Linked DNA regions of Capra hircus: region 2 is linked to region 1. A link is a contact called in public Hi-C data. All regions are on one chromosome and are shown on one strand. Each heading gives the region's core, a stretch centred on a gene start, on an enhancer-like site or on the middle of the called end of the contact. The rest is flanking DNA. Distances are from core to core; before and after follow the strand shown.

What was found. A called contact is a pair of places that touch in the nucleus more often than the background predicts.
Region 2: a contact with region 1 is called in a Hi-C map of liver, with 4 times the contacts expected there. The contact joins two enhancer-like sites. A contact is called at or near these places in 2 of 5 Hi-C or Micro-C datasets (blood and liver).

The regions. Positions count from the first base shown.
Region 1 is chr8:60,211,466-60,214,658 of ARS1.2, forward strand. GNE (bifunctional UDP-N-acetylglucosamine 2-epimerase/N-acetylmannosamine kinase) reads right to left here. Exons shown (of 12, transcript XM_018052164.1): 2 at 604-806. Among named protein-coding and RNA genes, the nearest start is that of GNE, 23 kb to the right of the region's middle. Within about 2 kb of position 1,311, at least 1 of the 5 cell types and tissues checked has an H3K27ac peak or open chromatin away from gene starts, as enhancers often do.
Region 2 is chr8:60,259,946-60,263,205 of ARS1.2, forward strand. No RefSeq gene overlaps it. Among named protein-coding and RNA genes, the nearest start is that of GNE, 25 kb to the left of the region's middle. Within about 2 kb of position 1,391, at least 2 of the 5 cell types and tissues checked have an H3K27ac peak or open chromatin away from gene starts, as enhancers often do.

The sequences.
Region 1 (3,193 bases), core at 61-2,560:
TAACAAAATGAATGTTCCATCTTTGGTATATACGTTCTTTCTGTCCCTCAAAGATTTCCCAAGTTTCATCTTTAATATTTAGACTGTGATCAATAACAAACCTAATGTCATCAAAATAAGTATCAATGGTAATGGTAATTCTACTTTATCTTATAGATTAGATTTTTAAAATCTTGTTCAGTGTCTACTACTTTATACAGTTTTTTCATGTAGGATTAGCATTAGAACTCACAAAACAGATTATATAGAATCACATTACAGTCACACAATATACATTTATAAATGGAATTTCTGAATGTAGTAGCAAATAATAGTAATAATAATGGCTATAATTTACCAAGCATCTAATAGGCAGCATCCCTATATAGACATTTTATGTCACTATCTCCATTCCTCACAGTAACCTGCAATACAAGTTTCCACTTCGTTTCATAACTGAGGAACCTGAAGCTCAGAAGTGCTAGGTAACTTCTCCAAGGCCACCTAAAAACTAAGTGGTAGAACTGGCATTTGAAGCTGGGTCCACATGGCTCCAGGACCCAAGTTCTCAGTAGTACACCATGTTGCAATGAAGAATATCATAAGAAAACGCTTTCATCTTACCCATAGTCATCTATCAGGTGAGAGCCAAGTACCACCACATCAAGTTCAAAGAACTCAGGTTCCATTTTAATGCCAAACATGATGGGGGCAAGTTTAGAATAATCGGCACGGTTGCAAGTGGCAACACACACCCGAAGCTTCCGGTTATTCTCTTTCTTCTCCATGATTTGTTTTCTTTTCGAGAGGTTCTGAAAATAGAGTTCCTGAAGTTGCAAAAATGAAAATTAATATCCTGTGATAAGCCACAATGGAAGAAAATATGAAAAGAACGTATGTATGTATAACTGAGTCACTTTGCTGCACAACAGTAATTAACATTATAGTTCAACTATACTTCAATAATAAGACATTACAGAGACAAAAAGTTTATTTATAATCAGAATGATAGATCCAAGATATAAACATAAAATTTTGCAGTCTTAAATCTTTAACCATCATTAAGTATAATGATAAAGGGAGGGACTTTTAAACCTGAACCATTCCTTCAGAATGCCCAATGGCAGCCCCCAAAGTATGTTTCATGACCAGAATCTATCATCCTAATGTAGACAAGTTGGGAAGAATGTTTACATATTTTGAAAGACAAGTAGTCCCCAGCATTGCAGATGTGCATAGTTCTGTTATCAATCCAGACTTGGTGAAGTGCTCCCAGTCCAGATGATCCACTAACAAATGATGTGGCGGAGCAGCGGAGGACCAGCGGAGCAGCGGAGGACCGGCGGAGCCCCAGCCATAGAAACAGCTGAAGCAGGGACCAGGCTGTCTGCCCCAGATAATATTCAAATCCCTCGATCATCAAGTACGCATCACTTCCCCTGTTCTGCCAAGACTTCTTCCTTTTTTGTTTGCATTTAATGGATAAAGTCTTAGAAACATTACAGAATAAAAGCCCAGACACTGCCAGTCCTTTGCTGATTAAATGCACATTAGCAAATTTATGTCTTGTCCTCATTCACTGTCGTAAATTAGCATGAGCAGAGGCTAGAAGTATCATCTGGATTGTGGTGAAACGTTTAAAAGCCATAGCCTCTTTCTGCTTTTATTCATTTTCCCCATCATGGTTTAAGTATAAAGCTCCTGGAGAAGCAAGTGGCAACCCACTCCAGCATTCCTGCCTGGAAGTCCCACAGACAGAGGAGCCCGGTGGACTACAGTCCACCGGGTCAGAAGAGTCAAACACAACTTGGTGACTGAACCACCACCACTGTGAATGAAGGTAGTCGTCAGGGTTAGTTGCAGGGTGTGACTGTTTCTCTTTCTCTTCTTTTTTTTTTGTGAGGGAAAGATAGTTTAAGTTTAATTTTATGGGCTCCTTCCCCCCCTTTTATGGTGATCTAATTGTACTGGTTAAAAGCAACTAATCAGTTCTTTAGAATATGGTCTCTAATCAAGTCTAACTTTTAGCTGGACAAGCTTGATTGAACCAAAATGGGAACATTAAACAAACTCACTAATAACACTGTGATTTAACTGTCAAGTGTAGAATTCTCCCTTTAAGCAAAAGCTTGTGACCATTTTGTATGGTTTGTCTGGAAATTTTTGTAAATCTTATGTTTTAGTAAAATATTGTTTGTTACTTAAAAAAAGAGTAACAAATCAACTCATTTAAAAAGTAATCAAACATCAGCTCTTTATTATTAATTAAAAATTACTTGCCATTCCTCACAATTAATCCCAACATACCAGACTAAAGCAAAAGTTTGGTTGAGAGCCACTGATCTAGTTCAGCTTCCCCACTTAGAGAAAGAGAAAGACAAGCCTTGGGGGAAGAAATTACTTCCCCAAGATTCAAGATCACATCCTATAACAAATGAGTTACTCACTCTCACACTACACACAAAGCACTGTGATTAGTGCTGAGGAAAAGATGAGTAAGATGAAACAAAACCCCCTACCTTCAAGGCCTCATTCACATCCCTAGCCAGTGCCTACAAACTTGACAACTCCAAATGCCTACCAGCTATCTCCTGCCCCACAGGCCCCTCAAAGTCACTGTCCCAAATGGAACTCATTTTCTTTTCCAAACCTGTTCCTCCTTCCTGTTCTCTAACTGCGTTATGAACTCCCATTCATCCAAATGCCTTGACATCCTTGTCTTCTCTGTTCCTCACCCTGTACTTCCTCAGCCCTGTCAATTCTACCTTCTGAGTATCTTTCAAATCTATCTCCTCTCCATCCCCCTCAACCAGGACATCTCCTAGTCCAATACCTGACCTCAGGTCAGAACTATTCTAACAGCTGTCAAAGTGGATTGTTGTTTAGTCTAAGTTGTGTCCGACTCTTTTGTGACCCTATGGACTGTAGCCTGCCAGGCTCCTCTGCCCCTGGGATTCTCCAGGCAAGAATACTGGAGTGGGTTGCCATTTCCTTCTCCAGGCAACCACCTCAACCCAGGGATCAAACCCGAGACTCCTGCTTGGCAGGTGGATTCTTTACCACTGAGCTACCTACTACTGCTCAACTCCTCTGCACCCCTATCCCCCACCATCCTGTACTCTCTGTTCAAAAAGTAAAAACCAGGGACAAGGTGTAAGAGTTATGTTTCATGGAGTTTTTAACACTTCCTTATATCAATGTAAAGTTTAACTTC
Region 2 (3,260 bases), core at 141-2,640, 49 kb after region 1:
CTTCTGGATGGATGTCCACTAAGCAAGGCCATGGTGAGGCCAGTGGATAACCTGGAATCAGAACTTTCTCTGCAGACCAGTTCCTAGGAGCATAACTTTCGGCTAGTGAGTTGCTGAGAAAGGTGCTTGGAGCTCACAGCTTCTGCTGGTTGCCTCCTTTCTCTCTCTCTGGGCATTTGGTCCAAGCAGCCCCTGCGGCTGTTCATTGTGCAGTTCACAAAGTGGACTGAGAGACTGTGAACAAACAGTCACTTGGGACCTCAGAGTTTCCTGCCACATTGCCTTGTGAAGAAATTCTGAGGCCTTTCCTCCAGCATGGCCTCTGGTTCCAGGTTGTACGTAGGCGGGCTCATAACACTCCAGCCCCCAGGGCACGAGCAAGGCCCTCTCTGGAGAGTCAGCCTTGCTGGACCCTGCATGGTCAAAGAGCTGATGGCCTCTGTGTTTAGTGCCCAGGACAGGGCGCGCTCCTGATCACAGTCTTCAAGCGAGTGAGGCAAGTATGAAGGCGTGGCTCCCCCTGCCAAGTTAACGGTGACCTGAGCCACTTCACCCCACACACAGATCCAGGAAGGGTAGCTCATTCTGAACTAGGAGAGTCTTGGGCAGCTGGAGCAGCCTTTTCCTGACACATTTCAGTAAAGGAGTATCAGTGTGGGGGCCCCCCAGCCAGCCCCAAACAGACTCCCTCCTGAAGTCAGCCCCGTCTTCTTAGGGGACACAATTAAATACTTCCAACTCCCAATGTCCCAGGCTTCTCCTGGGAGCTCCAGACCTGGTCATTGCGTTGCCCACTGGACATCTGCCCCGTGTGTGCTCCTCACCAGGAATCTACAGGCCAGGACCGCATCCTTCACACACACACTCTGCTCTCCATCCTCACTTGGCCAAAATCTGCTCCTCCTGCAGGTTCTTCCCTCGGGTGACTGTTCGTTCCCACCAGCCACCCAACTGTTCAAGCCAGGAGCCAGTCTCCATTCTTTCACCCAGGAAACATTCCTTGAACCTCAACTCTGTGCCAGGTTCTGAGCTAGGTCCCAGAGGTAAAGACATGCCTCAGTGCAGGCTCCAGATACTGACAGGCCAGTGGAAACCCCACAAGAACAAGTGCTGACCACACCCCAGGGGAGGGAAATGGTTCATCAAAGGCTATTACAGAAGCAATTAGAGCATCTGATCTGACTCACAGGATAAGGAAAGATCTCCTGATGATACCTGATCTGAGTCATGAGAGGAGAGAGCAGGGGAGGAAGTGCCTTCCAGGCAGAGGAGTCTGCCTGAAAAAATGTAGAGAGAAAGAACACAGTGTGTCTGGGAAACCTTTGGCAGACTGATGCTGTTAGAGGGTAAAATACAAGGGAAAGAGAACTGGAGCTTGGAGGCTGAAATCGCAGTTAGCAGCAGACCAAATGGGGCTTTTGTTGGAGAGGGACTCATGCTGTAAGCTTGGACTTTGACCTGTAGGCAGTGATAGCTGTTTAAGGGTCTGAGGCCATGGGTGGGGATGGGGGTGAAGGGAGTTAGATTGATATTTTGAATGACTCATTTTGGAGGCTGTGGAGGGGTCTGAATATGACTGGCGTGGGGTGCGAAGCTAGAAGAGATCTTAAACAGGCTGGTGATGGAACCTGAACTAGGGGCTATGGAGGAAGGGGAGGAGACAAAGGGAAATTGATGAGATGTCATGGAGGCGGAAGACAGATGGGTAAAGATGACTTCCCTGTTTCTGGCTGTGCCGTTTGGGTGGGTGGTGAGGTCAGCAGTGGAAATAAAGAGGATGCAGAAGGAGACACAAGTTTGAGGGAAACTGGATGAGATCATATTTGGATGTACTGAACTGGAGTACCTATGGGCTGTTCGGGGCAGGGGAGTTCAGGAAGAAGTGTCCAGCAGGCAGCTGGAAAAATGTTGTGTCTGGAAAACCGTAAGCAATTTTATTGCTGTTAGAGGGTAAACTACAAGGCAAGGGGGTCAAGCACTGAGGCTAGAACCAAGCCCAGGGGGCAGAAGCTCTGGGGAGAAGCTGGGATCTGAGATGTGAGCCTCTGGATCAGGAGGACTGAGCAAACAGTTGGATCAGTAGGAGGATATGGTCACTCCAGAGAAAGGGTGCAGAACGAGAAAACCAGAGGGTGAGGAACGCGTTCTAGGGAGCCCTACTAATAGAGCGGCAGGCCAAAAACACAGAGAGCCAGGGGAGAGAGGACACTCAGAGAGAAACAGGAGGGTGGAGCCAGAAGAGCACAGTAATAGACAAGGGCACTTTAAGAAGCGAGGATCCACAAGTGGTGTTAGGAACCATAGCGAAGCCCAGTGAGACTGGAAACTACTCATTCGACTGGAGGTTTAGGAACCACTGGTAAGCTTGGGACTGGTAAGGGCAGCTTTGGCAGATAGTATAGCCCCGATCTCACTGACCTGTGTGGTTGTGGAAGCAGCACAGGAGTCAAGTTCACAGAAATCACACACAGAAATCAGTCTTGATCAACATCAAGAGCACTTAACTTGAGAGCTAAACAAAGCTACGTTTTAGAATACAGCTTAAAAAAGAGAAAGAAAAACTAAAACGGCTGTAAGTTAAATATTAAAAAACCATTTAAACTTTCAGCTCTGTTTTTGCATGGAATAAAGGAAGAGAGGAGTCTCTGGGCTGTAGTGATCCTGTATTATTCTGGGAAACAGGTTTTTTAATATTATGCTCTCTGTTAATAGAAGCAACATTAAAGTACATTTGGATGCTTGTATGCACAGCAATGTTGACATGGCTTTTGTCTGGAACCTGCTTTTGTACAACAGTGCCCCCTGGTGTGAATATTATGCTTCAACACTTTCTCATTATTAGCATGGAGGCAATATTCTGGAAATATTGTTGCTGCTGTCAACTTTAACTTGAAAACAAGTTTAAAGTACAGATGTTTTACATGGGGGAAGTGCTCAACCTGGAGAGCTTAAGTTTTATGTGATGCAACATTGGGAGTATTGATGTGGCTAGTATGGCTCATTTAAGATGATAAAAATTGGGAGTTCCCTGGCAGTCCAGGTGTTAGCTAGGCCCAGATTCAATAGCTAGGCCCAGATTCAATCTCTGGATGGGGAACTAAGATCTTGCAAGCTTCGTGGCCTAAAACACAAAAAACAAAACCCAATGATAAAAATTCATAGTGGGAAGCTGCTGTATAGCGCAGGGAGTTCAGCTCTCTGCTCTGTGAAGACAAAGAGCGGGGGATGGGGGGTAGGAGCAGTGGGAGGGAGGCTCCAGA